Linked DNA regions of Mus musculus: region 2 is linked to region 1. Evidence: chromatin contacts called from public Hi-C data. All regions are on one chromosome and are shown on one strand. The core of a region is the stretch at or near the end of the contact, and the rest is flanking DNA. Distances in the headings are between cores, read along the strand shown. Region 1 holds the start of Zfp189 (zinc finger protein 189). Region 2 holds the start of Megf9 (multiple EGF-like-domains 9).

Region 1 (6,757 bases), core at 2,409-4,908:
CATGTGATTCAGGCCTAGCTTTATGGTAAGTGCTGGAAACATGCAATGAAAAAGACAGTTACTGCCCTCAGTGCTGACCAGTGTGTCCTAAGAATGAACATAAAGAATGGTTTGCAGAATGATAGAAATGGCAGTCAAGACAAAGTAGTAAAGAGGGGGAACTTCACTGTGCAGAGGAGACTCCTGAGACTTGTCAGACATAACTTACATTGTTTCCAAAAGAAGAAAACTGCAAATGTGATACTCAATAGAGGTGAAAAGAAAAAATATCAATCAAATGAAGGGGGGGGGGGAGGTGGTGGTGTAAAACAGGAAACATCAACTAAGACTGTCATTATTTTTATTATTCGCTGATCAGCATTTGAAGTACTTTACCTATATATTAGCCCAGTTAGAGAAACAACAACCTAAGAAGTACATGTTGTTACTATTTCCATTTACTGAAGAAAAATGAAAAGATTTCCCCACAGTCACGAAACTGGCAGTGGAAGAGGTCAGATTCACACGTAGGATGTAGGTGGGTGCCATATTACCTCTCATAGATGAGATTTACCATCGAGTGGTGGCAGCCAATGATCTGAGTACAGGGAAGGCCCTCTGAGCAAAGGGTATAGAGAGCAAGGAACACAAGCAAACAGAAAAAAAGCTATAAAGAGCTTTAAACAGATGTGCAGTGGGGGCATGCCTGAAGTCTCAGTAATTTGGGTGACTGGAGCAAGAAGATTGTGAATTTGAAGCCAGCCTGGGCTTTGAAGCAAAAACCTGTCTTAAAACAAAGTCATAAACATCCATAAAAAGGTAGAATAAGGTCCAAAATGTGTCTGAGGAGTCTGAGCAGGCAAGACAAAAATCACAGACATGAGAAGGTAGAGTTGTATAAAATACACAGGAATTAATAAAACCTTGACGGGCAAAAGAAATGTAGTAAGTCACAGAAAACAGCATGAGGGAGCCATTGGTCCAGTTAAGTTTCTTTCTTTCCCCCAAGTTGGGAAGACCATGATATAAATCTATATTAGAACAAGGGTTACTAAGGTAAAGAGCTGGGGCTGTACTTCACTGGTAGAGAAGATGTTTAGCATCAACAAGGCCCTAGGCTCGCTTGATCCTCCAGCCCAGCCTGGTCTATAGAGTGAGTTCCATGCCAACCGGGGCCTCACAGTGAGAACCCGTCTCAAAGAAGTCAAACCAAACCAAACTAAAACAAAAAGAAAACAAAAAACCCTCCTCACTAGATACTTGTAGGACACTGATCCTGCGATGCTTGGGAATCAGGTAGAAGGGGACAGAAGGGACAGATCTTATAAAAGATACATGATTTGAAATTTGCAGAGTAAGTATAGCAATAGTATCAAAGTGGCCAGACAACATGCTGGCAATTAGAAGAGATCTTCACAAGTCGGGAGAACTGAAACCATGGGGGAGACATGAACACATCACGGGACGGAAAATGCATTATGAATGAATTGCTTCAAGTGGAAAGGTGAAGGAAAGACGGAAATGTAAGCTGCAGTTAGGCTCCACCAGGGCAAGAAGCAAGCCTTTCTGGCTCTTTGTTTAGTTGTCAACAGTGGTCAGAGACCAGGATACTGTGTTTTCAGACTTGCTTGTCATAACAAAATTAAGGCCAGAGTCAATGGTATGGAAAGCAGGGTTCCTGAAGTTTACAGGATCAAGACCCACTGCAGCTCACTCAATGACTGGGTTAAGCAGGGTGGTGGTGGTGGGGGGGTGGTAGTGGGAGGTGGTGGGGGTGGGAGGTAGTGGGAGTGGGAGGGTCGTGACAGATGATGATAAACAGGAGCACTGGGGGAAACAGGACTGCTGACCCCACATGAGGACATGCTCCTGGAAGGTGGAAAAATAAATGCTTTGGGACAAGCACTGGGAGAGCTGGGAGAACACTTAACTTCTGCCTCCCAGTCCTGAGACAAAGCAAGAGGAAGGAGGACCCGGGAGAATGAGCAGCCCCCACTTGAAGGTCTGCCAGAGAAGTGGTGTGCTCGGCTCTGTGCCAGCTTTCAGTGTAGGCCGGAGCGGTAAGGAACACTGTGTGATGAGCAGCCCAGGCTCCAGAAGGCAGAGTGAAAAGAGGGTGGGAGGAGAGCCGTGGGAAGATGAACCGGGAAGGAAAGTACAGAGCCAACAGAGCCGTCTGGGAATGAGATTCTGAAGCTGCCAAAGCCAGCCTTTGCTAACAAGGAAGCGAGGGAGACCAGAGTTGTAGAAAGATCCGAATCAGAAGGTTGGGACAAAATAGTGCTGGTGTCAGTTACACTGCTTGACGCATTCTGGGTTTAAGTGTTAGTACCTTATTAGATATTTTAGTTAGAAAAAGCGTGCATTCTTACCCAGCGAGACCAGCTTTCCGTAGCTGTCCATCATGACATCTTTATACAGGCTTCTCGGAGCTGGATCCAGATAACCCCACTCCTCCTGAGTAAGAAACATAGCCATAGCCTCAAATGTCAGCCACTGCTGGAATTGTTTTCTCTCTGTAGTCAGTTCCAGTGGTCTCTCCACTGAAAGTGGGAGAAGTTATTGTCACTTTACCATGCTCCCATTCACTAGGAGGAACACGGTAAGTAAGAGTTCCAAAAGGTGCTCAATTCATGGCACCTCACACTGAAAAGGATCTGGACTGGTCTAGATCCACGCCTTCCAAACTGAAGGTCTTCTCTGCTTTCGTTATTACACACTAATACCACGACTGTTTTTAGTTAACAGCCTTAAGACCACCCCAACGTTCCCTGGCCTCACTGTTCGCCCCAAGCTTCTACCCACACCAGCTTGGGACCCAATTCGACGCAGTTCCATTAGGTTTTCTAAACACTCACCTTGAGTTCAGACATTGTGCTAGCTGCAGAGGACAGACGAGATTTAAAAAAAAAAAAGAAGAAAAGAAAGAAAAAAGTGCCTCACCTGAGAAACTCATAAATGAGATCTAACTTGGAGCAGTCTTAATTTTCCCCAGCCGATTTATCAAGTTACTCTTGAAAAAAAGAAAAAAAGAAAGAAAGGAAAAAAGAAAAAGGGGCCTTGGGGAGTTTGTAAGTGAACTAAAAGCACCTTGCAGCAAGGGGTATGTCCCGCAGCAAGGGGTACACAGGAGTTGACTGGGGTCCTTTCTTAAGAGTTGTAGAAATGGCCAGGAGGGGGACAGGGGAAGAGGTGATGGCGCGGCCTTGCTGTCTTGGGAGTGGCGAAATAACGGAGATCTCTTGAAAGGGCAACTCACCTTTGGCTCCAGCGGTGGGCTTGGGGACGCCATCGCCTCGTTCAGGAATAGCAGCCACACGACATTGGGGCTCTGATGAGGCCTAGATGGCTGTTGGAAATAAGGCTCGGCGAGAAGGGGCTCACCGGATGGGTCTGGTGTGGTCCTGCCTCTGTCTCGGAGCGGTCAAGTTCCTAGGGGCATATCAGACGTTCTGTCTGGCTGTCCTCCAACCCCAAACCCAGTCCTCTGTCCCGCTGCCTAGCCTTAGGGTCTCCCTGTAATATCTCCTCCTTGTTGCCAATTCCTCCGCCTCAAAGTCAAGCTGCACTACTACCGACCACCCCCGGACCAGAAGGCGTTACCCGGAGCCTTCGCGGAACCGCTCCAACTACAACTCCCAACATGCCCAGGGAGCGAGCCACCGCCTTCTTCCGTAAATGGCAAGCGAACTACATTTCCCGGAATGCATAGGTCTGGGCAACGTCAGGGGCCGCTGAAGTAAGCTCTCATCTGATTGGCTGAGTCGGGCACGTCTGGCGCTCTTGGGTTGCTTGTCGAGAATGGCGGCGCTGATCGTGTCTCGGTTAGCAAGAAGAGGCTGGCTGTGGAAGCTTCCCTTGGCAACACGTAGAGAATTTTGGTCTCGATCCAGGTAAATCTGAGTGTTTCTCAATGGTCTAAGTTCCACGTAAGTAATCAGAAGCGGAGGGGACGAGTTCAGAGGGTTAAGATGGGACCCTGGTCCTGAGCCTTCAGGAGTTAGCGTGGAGTAGGGATCCGAGCTAAAAGCTTACGTTTCTGCGATTGGCAGGACCGCTTCTAACGGCAACACGGTGCGCTTTCCCAGATTTCACTGATGCATACAACAAATAGTTTCTAAATGCCTTCCGTGTCTCTAAGTGTGTACCCAGCAGTACTCTCTTTCCCACGCTTTAGTTCCACACGGGAGGGAACTGAGGCCCACTGAAGAGAAGCACGCACATGGTGGATCCAGAAGCCCCGTGACTTAACTGCTTATCCACAGTTTTCCTCACTGCATCCTGTGGGATCTATGTATATTACTTAGATAATATTTAGGGCCTGAAAATTTAACCGCTGGGACCTCAGAGAACAACGAACGTATTAAGTTAGAAGTTTGAATCCTCACCCCATGTATTAACTCTAACCTTTCCCTGGTTAGTGTCAGATGTCCCAAGTTCATTTCTTTTTTTTTTCACTCAACAGATATTTTAGTGTTTACTATATGATAAATATTAAAGATAAAGTGGTTAATTAGACCAAATCTTTGTCCTCATAGGAGAAGGGGGGCAGTTGGTGATAAACTGTTCATTTTTCAGGTAACCGTTCTTTAAGGTGTAAATGGATGTAGTGATGTATATTCACATAGAGGAGAGATTTCAGCAGTCAGGCCAATCCCACCTTTTTACATCCCTTTTTGCGTTCTGTTTGTTTGTTTTGTTTATTGTCAATCATCATAGCTCTGTGTTAGAATTTTAAATCTTGAAGCATAATTTCTTCCATGTTTTTCTTGCTCATGATTGCTGCAGCTATTCGTAATTTAAGATTGCTCTTTATGTCTTTGGGAAAAGCCATTCGATTTTTTTGAGTTAAGTATTTAAGTAGTGCAGACATGGAACAGTCATTGAACATGGACTGTCTCTTCATTTATATGTGTGTTTTCTGTTTCTTTCATGGATGGTTTAGAGTTTTAGAGTATAGATCTTTAACCTGCTTGGTTATTTTTTCCTAAATATTTTTTTCCTGCTGTTATAAACAAACCAGATTTCTTGATCATTTGGGGGGGGGTGATTTATTATTTCTCTAGAGAAACCACTGATTTTATTGAGGATTTATTTTATTTATGTCCATATGTGTATGTATAAATATATGTGTGCTGATACTCTCGGAGGACAGAAGAGGGCGTCAGATCCCCTGAGTTTGGTGTTACAAGAGATTGTGAGCTAGCAGCCTGAGGTGGGTGCTGAGGACTGCACTCTGGAAGAGCAGCGAGTTCTCTTAACTTCTGAGCTCAAAGCTCTCCAGCCCTCGACTTCTGACTCTTTATTAAATGTCTCTGATTGCTATTGACTGGCGGAGGCTTTGTATTCTTTCTTGGTTTAGGGTTATATGTACCTGGGATCTTTAACTGCTTCTTTTAGGTTCTGCAGCCTGTAAAGCTCCTTCTTGTAACTTTTTATTTGTGAAACATCTCTTGTATCGCCGTATATTTCTGATTTTAATTACATGAGGTTTTGAGGTTTTCTGTATTAGCCCTTAGTTTTGTTGGTTTCTTTTTATGAGATTTGTGTCTGCTCTGCTCTTTATGATTGCTTTTGTTTTGCTAACTTTGGGATTTACATTTTTTTCTTTTTTTTTTTTTTTTAGTTTCATGTGGTTCAATATTAAGTTGCTTAAAATCTTTAATGATGTAGTCATTTATTACTATAAATTCACCTTAGTGCTGGCTTTCTTTTTATGTTTGTTATTGTCTTTGTTAGGGTTTCTATTGTGATTAAAATACCATGACCTAAGCAACTTGAGGAGGAAGGAGTGTTAGAAATAAGCGTCACGGTTCTAAATAAATCACACCGTGCAGCAGGTCTCACATGGGAGGTTTATTGGGAGGGGGTCAGAGGCAGCCTTTGGGAGAGTGTGGAAGGAAAGAGAGAGGGGGGCAGGGTGAATAGACACAGCAGGAGCCAGCAGCTACACTGTCTTCTAGAGAGGACATGTCTCTTCTCTGGGTCTGAGAGCTGCCTGTAAAGACACCTGATTGCTGTGAAGTCGCTTCCAGTTGTTCATGGGTGTGCCTGATACTAACAAGGGGTTTATTTTATTTTACAGCTTGGGGTCAGTCCATCATCTGGGGAAGTCAGGCCAGGCTCTCAAAACAGGAACCTTGGAGGCAGGAACTATGTAGAGACCATGGAGCAGTGCTGCATTCTGGCTTGCTTCTGTGTAACTTGCTCTACTTGATTTCTTTTAGCACACAGGACCACCAGACTAAGTGTGGCACCACCCAAGGTGACCTGTGCACTCCCACATTAATTATTAATCATTAAAATACCTCGGGCACAGGCTGGCCCATGGGCCAGTCTTGTGGGGGCCTTTCCTTAAGTGAGATTGATTCCCTTTCCCCAGATGACTCTAGCTGTGCCAAGGTGACAGAAAAGTAGCCAGCACTGTTATGTTATACATTTTCACCCAACTCAAGATATTGTGTCTGTGTGTGTGATTGTGTATGTGTTGTGTGTGTGAAGTTGAGTGTTTTCTTCAGGCATGCCCTGCTTTATAGTTTAAGACATGGTCTCTCATTAAACCTGGAGCCCTATGACTTGACTAGACTAGCCAGCCCTGAGACCTCCTTTCCAGTTTTCTGACTACAAACATGTACACATTCTGTTAATTTTCTCTCCTGGATGCTGAGTATTGAACACAGTCCTGATGTTTGGTTGTTTTGGTTTCTATTGATGAGACTCCATGACCACAGCAACTCAACTCTTTTCTTTTCTTTTCTTTTCCTTTTCTCTTCTCTTC
Region 2 (6,757 bases), core at 1,381-3,880, about 21 Mb before region 1:
TGAGAAGTCCTGTATGAAATGTCCTTGTCCAAGGCACAGCAGCCCTGAATCACTCTGCAAGGTTTCTAGGCCTTTATTCTGGGATCCTCCTGACAGAAAAAAAAAAAAAAAAAAAAAAAAAAAAGCCAAATCAGCTTTCCCCCTCTAGCAGTGAAGAATCTCTGATACAGCACAGCTCAGGGCCAAGCCAGCAGTTTTTAGATACCATTTGGAAATATCCAGTAGAGCAAATGTCAAGCCTTGTCACCTGATCTGGAGTTTTTGGGACAGAGGTTTCTGCTGTAGTCTTTCAGCTAACAAAACTCAGGGTTAGCAATAGCAATTGAAACGTTAAGTGACAATAGAGTATAATTGGTGTGTCAAAAGGCTCTGTTTAAAAAAAAAAAAAAAACAGTTCTGTTTGATCTGTTTAAAGAATTAATGGCCTCATTTTAAAGACAAGGAAACTGAGGTTCAGAGAGGAAACTTGATCCAAGTCTGTGGCTCTAAAGGACCCAAGCTTTCCTTCCCTGTGAGCACAACAGGATCTCTTTCAGATTAATCAGCATGTTTTACTGCTCACTGCTAGGCACTGGAACATAGAGCTGGGTGAAATAGACAGGCAGGGGTATTAATCACAAGTTCTAGTCCTGAGGTTGCTGAGTGCCCAGGAGAAGTAATTAAGTCATGTGGGTGGTTCATTTTATTTGTAGTACTTATGTCTAAAAGCCATCATTAATCCTTTTAGGAAGAGGCAGGGGTTGATAGATCAGGGTTATAAACAAAGGCCGGTAGGGAACTAGGGAGGGATTAACTCCCACTCAGAAATCCAAGTCCTAGAGGATGTGGCATTTTGGTTGGGGCTGAGGAACCAAAAGAATACAGGGGAGGGACACACCATGTCCACTCCCTTCCTAAAGGCAAGTAAAAATAGAACTATGGTCAATTCTTGCTAAATATTTGTCTTTAGAACAGTTACATGGCCCTCTCATTTAGTCCCTTATTTCTTACATAGGTAGGCCTCTAAAGACACACCCAGAAACAACCTCACATTGAAAAACAGAAAATTCACACAAAACACACACCAGTGTGCATGCATTAATATCTTAAACATATCACATGAAAATACAAGTTCTTATATTTGCAGACTCACACATACAATCTTCACAGAGAGACTTACAAATGTGTTTATGCTTTCATACACAAGCTCCAACATATCCTCTCCCCACCCACTACTCACTCAGGCAAATAAATGCATGCTTTTGTTAACACACAGGAGTTCACACACAAATCTCATCCTGCCTGTCTGGTTAGAGGAGAATGACTAATGGGAAATCATGCACAAAGGCAAGCATCCTAGGAGAGGCCACGACTGGGTTTACAGTGAGGCTGTTGGGATGGAATTAAGCCATCAGATGACAAACTTGTCCTGCCAGATTGCACCTAAAAGTTGCTCAGCTGAGGCTACCATGTCCCGCAGCGCTGGATCCTGGGTGATGGTGCAAGTTTGCCTGCCTGATTTCCAACTTCCTCCAGAGTTTAATGTCATCCAGGGTCAAGCTCTGTTATCAGCCCAACCCCAATGCAGGCAACAGGCAGGAATCTCTGGGGACTCAGAGGCAATGCGGGCTGCTTTCCAACCTTAGGCTTGTCCTGACATAGTGCAACCCCAAGTGGTTAGCATTAATGACGGTTTACAACCGTGGGCCAAGCATTGGGTTAAACCCTTCAAGTACATGATTTCATTTTCACAACTCTGTGAGGGGGATGGGGTGTGCCCTCTCATCTCACCATTTACGTGGTTAAGAAAACTGCTTGAGCCACAAAACCACTCAGCAAGAGAGACAAGGAGCTGAAATTCAACCTGGTCATATTCTATTCTTTCCGAGGTTCTGAGCATAAACTGTGCATGCCAGTTTGTCTCCTCCACACCCTCTTGTGCTCAGGATGGGGCTCCAGGCCGTCCCATCTGGCTTAGTGCAGGCCCATGCCATCAGCAGGTGCTTAGTGGGGGCACAGAAGTTGGCTTGCTGAAGCCATCAGCAAGAGCTTTAATTTCCCCATCTCTGAAATGGGGTTGACAGTGTTGATACCGCAGGGCCAAGGCCGGCTGTCTTGAGCAACAGAGTGAGAGCCGAGCTCCATCTAATATATTAGCTGCCACCACCCTCGCCCGTCGCGGGGATGTAACCCAGCCCCCGCCCGAGTCCGGGTGCGGTTCCGGCGCCCCCATTGTTCAGAAGGGTGGAGACGCTGTCCACAGGGGACTCCCCGCCCCGGGTCCAGCTCGCAGCCCAGTGGAACAGATGATTTGGCCTGGAATCTGCCGCGCGGGCCGCGTCCTTTGTCTGCTCGGCGGCGTTGGATGCCCAAGGCCCGCGCCCCGCTCTGTGGGTAGACAAAGCCGGAGCCGCAGCGAACCCAGCCGGCTCCAACACCTCTCGCGCCTCCCGACGTCCCGCCCTCTTCCCTTGGAGTCCTCTGATTGGTCTGCGCCGTTACAAAGAGGCCGGGGAGCGGGCGGATCACGTGGGCCAACGCGGCTTCCGATTGGCCAGGCTTCGCTGCCTATCGAGGAGGGCGGGCAGTGCGCGCTCCGCCCAGTCGCTCCCTCCGCGTTGAGGCCCGCCCGCGGGGCCGGCCGCCTGTCAGAGGGAGGTGGCGATGGTGCTCTTGGTGGCGGCAGCGGCGGCAACGCTTTCCTTGGTCGGACGGCAGGGAGGAGAAGATGACTGACCGATCGACTGGATGAATGAATGAATGGCGGAGCCGAGCGCGCCATGAGGAGCCTGCCGAGCCTGGGCGGCCTCGCCCTGTTGTGCTGCGCGGCCGCCGCAGCCGCTTCCACAGCCTCGGCAGGGAATGTCACCGGTGGCGGCGGGGCCGAGGGGCAGGTGGTCCCGTCGCCCAGCCCGGGGCTTCGGGACCAAGCCAGCAGCCCCTTCCCTAAGACCGCGGCTCCCACCGCGCAGGCCCCGCGGACCGGTCCCCCGCGCACCACAGTCCGCAAAACCGGGGCTACAACCCCGTCAGCCGGCTCCCCGGAGATCATTCCTCCTCTTCGCACCAGCGCACAACCCGCTGCCACCCCCTTCCCGGCTCTGGACCTCTCGCCCGCCACCCCTTCGGAGGACGGACACACTCCCACCACGGAATCACCACCCTCCAGACCCGCGCCCACCACCCTTGCGAGCACAGTTGGCCAGCCGCCGACCACCTCTGTAGTCACCACCGCTCAGGCTTCCAGCACTCCAGGGACCCCAACTGCCGAGTCCCCGGACAGAAGCAGCAACAGTAGCGGAGTCCCGCCCACCGCACCTGTCACCGAAGCCCCTACTTCTCCTCCCCCAGGTGAGTCCTCTGGACCTTCCCCCAGGCACTGCCTATTTACACACCGGCCTCGTCACCCTGGCCGCTTCTTGCCCAAGAGCTTCCCAAGGGAAGATCCGAGCTCCAGTTAAAGTAAACCCCCAATCCCTCCAAATCTAGAAAGTCTTTTGTCCCCCAACCTGGTGCCATGCTCCATCCAGAGGGAGCTGCTGCTATATGGAAGGCTTAGGGTCTCTTCCTAAAACAGGGTTTTCTGGCCTTTGTCAGAGTCCCAGAATGGACACAAACTTTTGTATTGGATCCGCCCAGAAGGCCACCCTACCTGGGATATTTGGGGGAAAGTTTGAAAGCTAGGATGGTGCTTTATCAATGCGCAGGTAAAAACCTTTACGGGATTCCCCCAGATGAACAATGTAGTTTGCTTACAAACAGAAACGGCATTGTAGTCCGTGTTTTCTCTGCAAATAAGTAGATTTTATAGGTCATTTGGGACAGGTGTGTATCTAGGTTGAGCAAGTTTATAAATTAGGTTAAATCCCTTCCTTGCACCACTTCATTCTGTCTCAGTTCCAAGGTCAGTAATTGAGCAAATGCCATTTGAGCAGGGATGCCCATCTTTGCCCCTTTTTAAAGTAGGATGTTCATTACTGCTGATGCTGACATGCCAATTTCTGTTTGAACTCACAATAGGAAATGCAGCTCTTCTGCTGGTGAAAGTGTTCAAGCAAAGTTAAGATACAACTGCTGTTCTTTCACCCTTTTGCATCTTAAATAGGCCAGGAACTCAACCAATAAGGCCTACGTCTTTAAGAAATTCAGCAAGTTTTCTGAGATCTTTTGCTTTGCATTGGGGTGGAGATTTGCCCAGAGCACTTACTTGTCTAGCTTGATCTGATTGTTGACCTAATTCTTAGGCTCAGTGGTTTACTGTGGAGTCAGGTATGAAGTTTGGACTATAATTGAGTTGGTAGAAGATTTTCCCAGATGGTTAAGCCTTGAATCGTATGTTGGAGCTTGGCAAAGGCACAAGTAGGAATGCAGATTATTCACCCCCAAAAGCCACATTTGGATCTCTTTTAGCTTCAAGGAATGTACTAACTAGCTAGTTTTTAAACCTTTCATGCTTTTTAGCTTTTTATAAAGAGAGATTGACATATTACTAAAAGTTAGACTAGTACCTAAGTCTAGACTCTCGAGTCCATTTTTAGGTTTGAATTCCATCTTATTGCCCCCCTTTGTCAACATAAGTATGGACAGGTTCTTGTGATCTTACTTTCTTCAACCTTCAGATGCAGGTTATCATAGTCCTTATAGGTTTGCTGTGCAAATTATGTAGAATGGACTGAGTGTGTATACTACACATGTACTGAGGAAGCAAATACAAGAGGATCAGGAGTTCAAAGCCAGCCTAGGCTACATAATACATTTAATACAACCTGGAGTGAATGGCAAGACTCAAGAAAGAAAGAAAAACAGTAGAGAGAGGTTAGGAGAAGAGAGAAGAAAATTCACTAAGTCAATGTATACCTAACTAGTGCTTAGAATAGTTCCTGTGCTTGATAAGCACCTGTGTGTTGTGTTTTATTTATGACCAGCTCTGTTTTCTGATTCGAAAAATATGGAGAAGCCAAGTGGGGATTTGTGACTTCTATACCTTGTTTTAGTAAATAGAAAAAGGATGAGTTAGAATGTCTGGAGTTTTAAGCACATAATATTTAACTAGCAATTGCTTCCTTTTGATAGTATCTGATAAACATACAGTTAATGTCATTTCACTTTTGACATTTTAAGAACACAAAGATAATCCTTATTGCCAAAAAAGATAATCAGAAACCTAAAAGAAAATGACAACAGTCATTCCTCCACTGCTCTCTAGTTCTGGTTCCTAGTGGACCTAGAGGTTACTCCTCATAGCAGTTTGTTCCATCTTAAAAGTTTTCTTTCTGGGCATATATCAACACAGTTGTATTTTCAAATAAGCTTTAGGGCTCAGGGGTAGAAACTTGTTTAATATGAATAATCACCATCAAAACTTAACTAGTTAGTAATTTGTAAAATTAAAATGGAAATATATATATATATATTTCCATCTTGATATAGTCACTTAACTATGTAACATAATTTTTAATTTTTAAAAAATTTTTTTCATGTAAGTACCTTGGTTCTGCCTGTATTCCTTCCAATAGTATTTTTCATTGTAAATATGGACAGAGAAAGTGGACTTGTTTAACCAGTTTGTTATTAATTCATTTAACAGTTCCATATATATATATATATATATATATATTGCTTTGAAAAGCACAGAGAATTCATCATGTATTTATTATATTCTCTGATAGTTTGATACCAAATCAGCACTTAGAATTTAAATCAATTTTAAGTGAAACCAAACTGGGTTCATGGATATTTACCATTTGAACTGTTTTTCATAATTTCTATAGGCCATAATTTCTATATGGCTGTCTTTCTGTAGCAAACACTTCAGGATATCAAATTGAGGTCATTCACCTTTGTGTAAATAGTGTGTCACTTAGAGTCTTCTGTGAATTCATTTACAGAATTGTCTGTGTTTAGTTCTCAGTAGCTTGACTGACTTTGTGGCCTACTGGTATTCAATTTTAGCCTTACAGTGATATATTCAAGGTGACTTTTTAATTATCGCATGGACTCCAATATACTTTAGATAGTAAGTATAGCTCTTCAGCAGAGGAAAAACTTCTATATGAATTTGAAAGAGCTGATTTGGCTTGCAAAGCTGGATTTCCTGCCATTGGGCAAGATGGTTGTAGAATTTTATTTCAACATTTCTATGAGAACTGGTTACCGTCTAATATATCTTTTGATTGGGAAGGTCTTTTAAACTGCTATAGGAATCAGTAAAAAAATTCCTTCCTAGAGATTTAGCTGAAAGCTCTTACTACCAGTCAGTTGGGATCCCATTGTTTACACAGGACACTGATCTACAAACTGAAACTAGTTACCCAGCAAGCACTTTTCTCTCACAAACCTGGTATAACACTATACTGATTGGTTGGATAAAGGGTGGATGGAAAAGCTGTGATCTTACTGGAGAGTTATAATCAGCAGTAAGGCCCTGAGCTAGTGACAAATGCTTTCGTGTTTGTTTTACATGGACTAATTAGGATCCTAGAACCCACTAAAGCCCAGCATAACTCTACATTTTAAGAAATACTTCTATAGGCTTAGGTAAAAGTCTCTGCCTTAGCTAACATTTGACTAGATGGATTGTGGCCTTTGAAAACATGTCCAAGTCTGTTTTCACTGTGCACGTCTTCCGATTTGAGGGGTGTAGTTGTACTCTTGAGTACAAATAATAGCTTTGCTTCTTCAATTCGTCTTTCTTTCACATGGCTTCATATTTCTTCACTATCCTGGTCACCTCTATTCTGAACCTTTTCAGCTTTCTGTAACTTCCCTAGAACACAGA

Evidence for each region. Hi-C and Micro-C count contacts between places; a contact is called where the count stands out from the background.
Region 2: a contact with region 1 is called in a Hi-C map of CD8 T cells, with 6 times the contacts expected there. The contact joins the promoter of Megf9 here to the promoter of Zfp189 in region 1. A contact is called at or near these places in 1 of 39 promoter capture datasets (pre-B cells) and 1 of 484 Hi-C or Micro-C datasets (CD8 T cells).

The regions. Positions count from the first base shown.
Region 1 is chr4:49,518,077-49,524,833 of GRCm38.p6, reverse strand. It overlaps Zfp189 (zinc finger protein 189), which reads right to left and starts at 3,658. Exons shown (of 3, transcript NM_145547.3): 1 at 3,239-3,658; 2 at 2,352-2,436. The coding sequence starts at 3,271. Mrpl50 (mitochondrial ribosomal protein L50) reads left to right here and starts at 3,751. Exons shown (of 2, transcript NM_178603.4): 1 at 3,751-3,872. The coding sequence starts at 3,781.
Region 2 is chr4:70,530,801-70,537,557 of GRCm38.p6, reverse strand. It overlaps Megf9 (multiple EGF-like-domains 9), which reads left to right and starts at 2,630. Exons shown (of 6, transcript NM_172694.2): 1 at 2,630-3,330. The coding sequence starts at 2,736.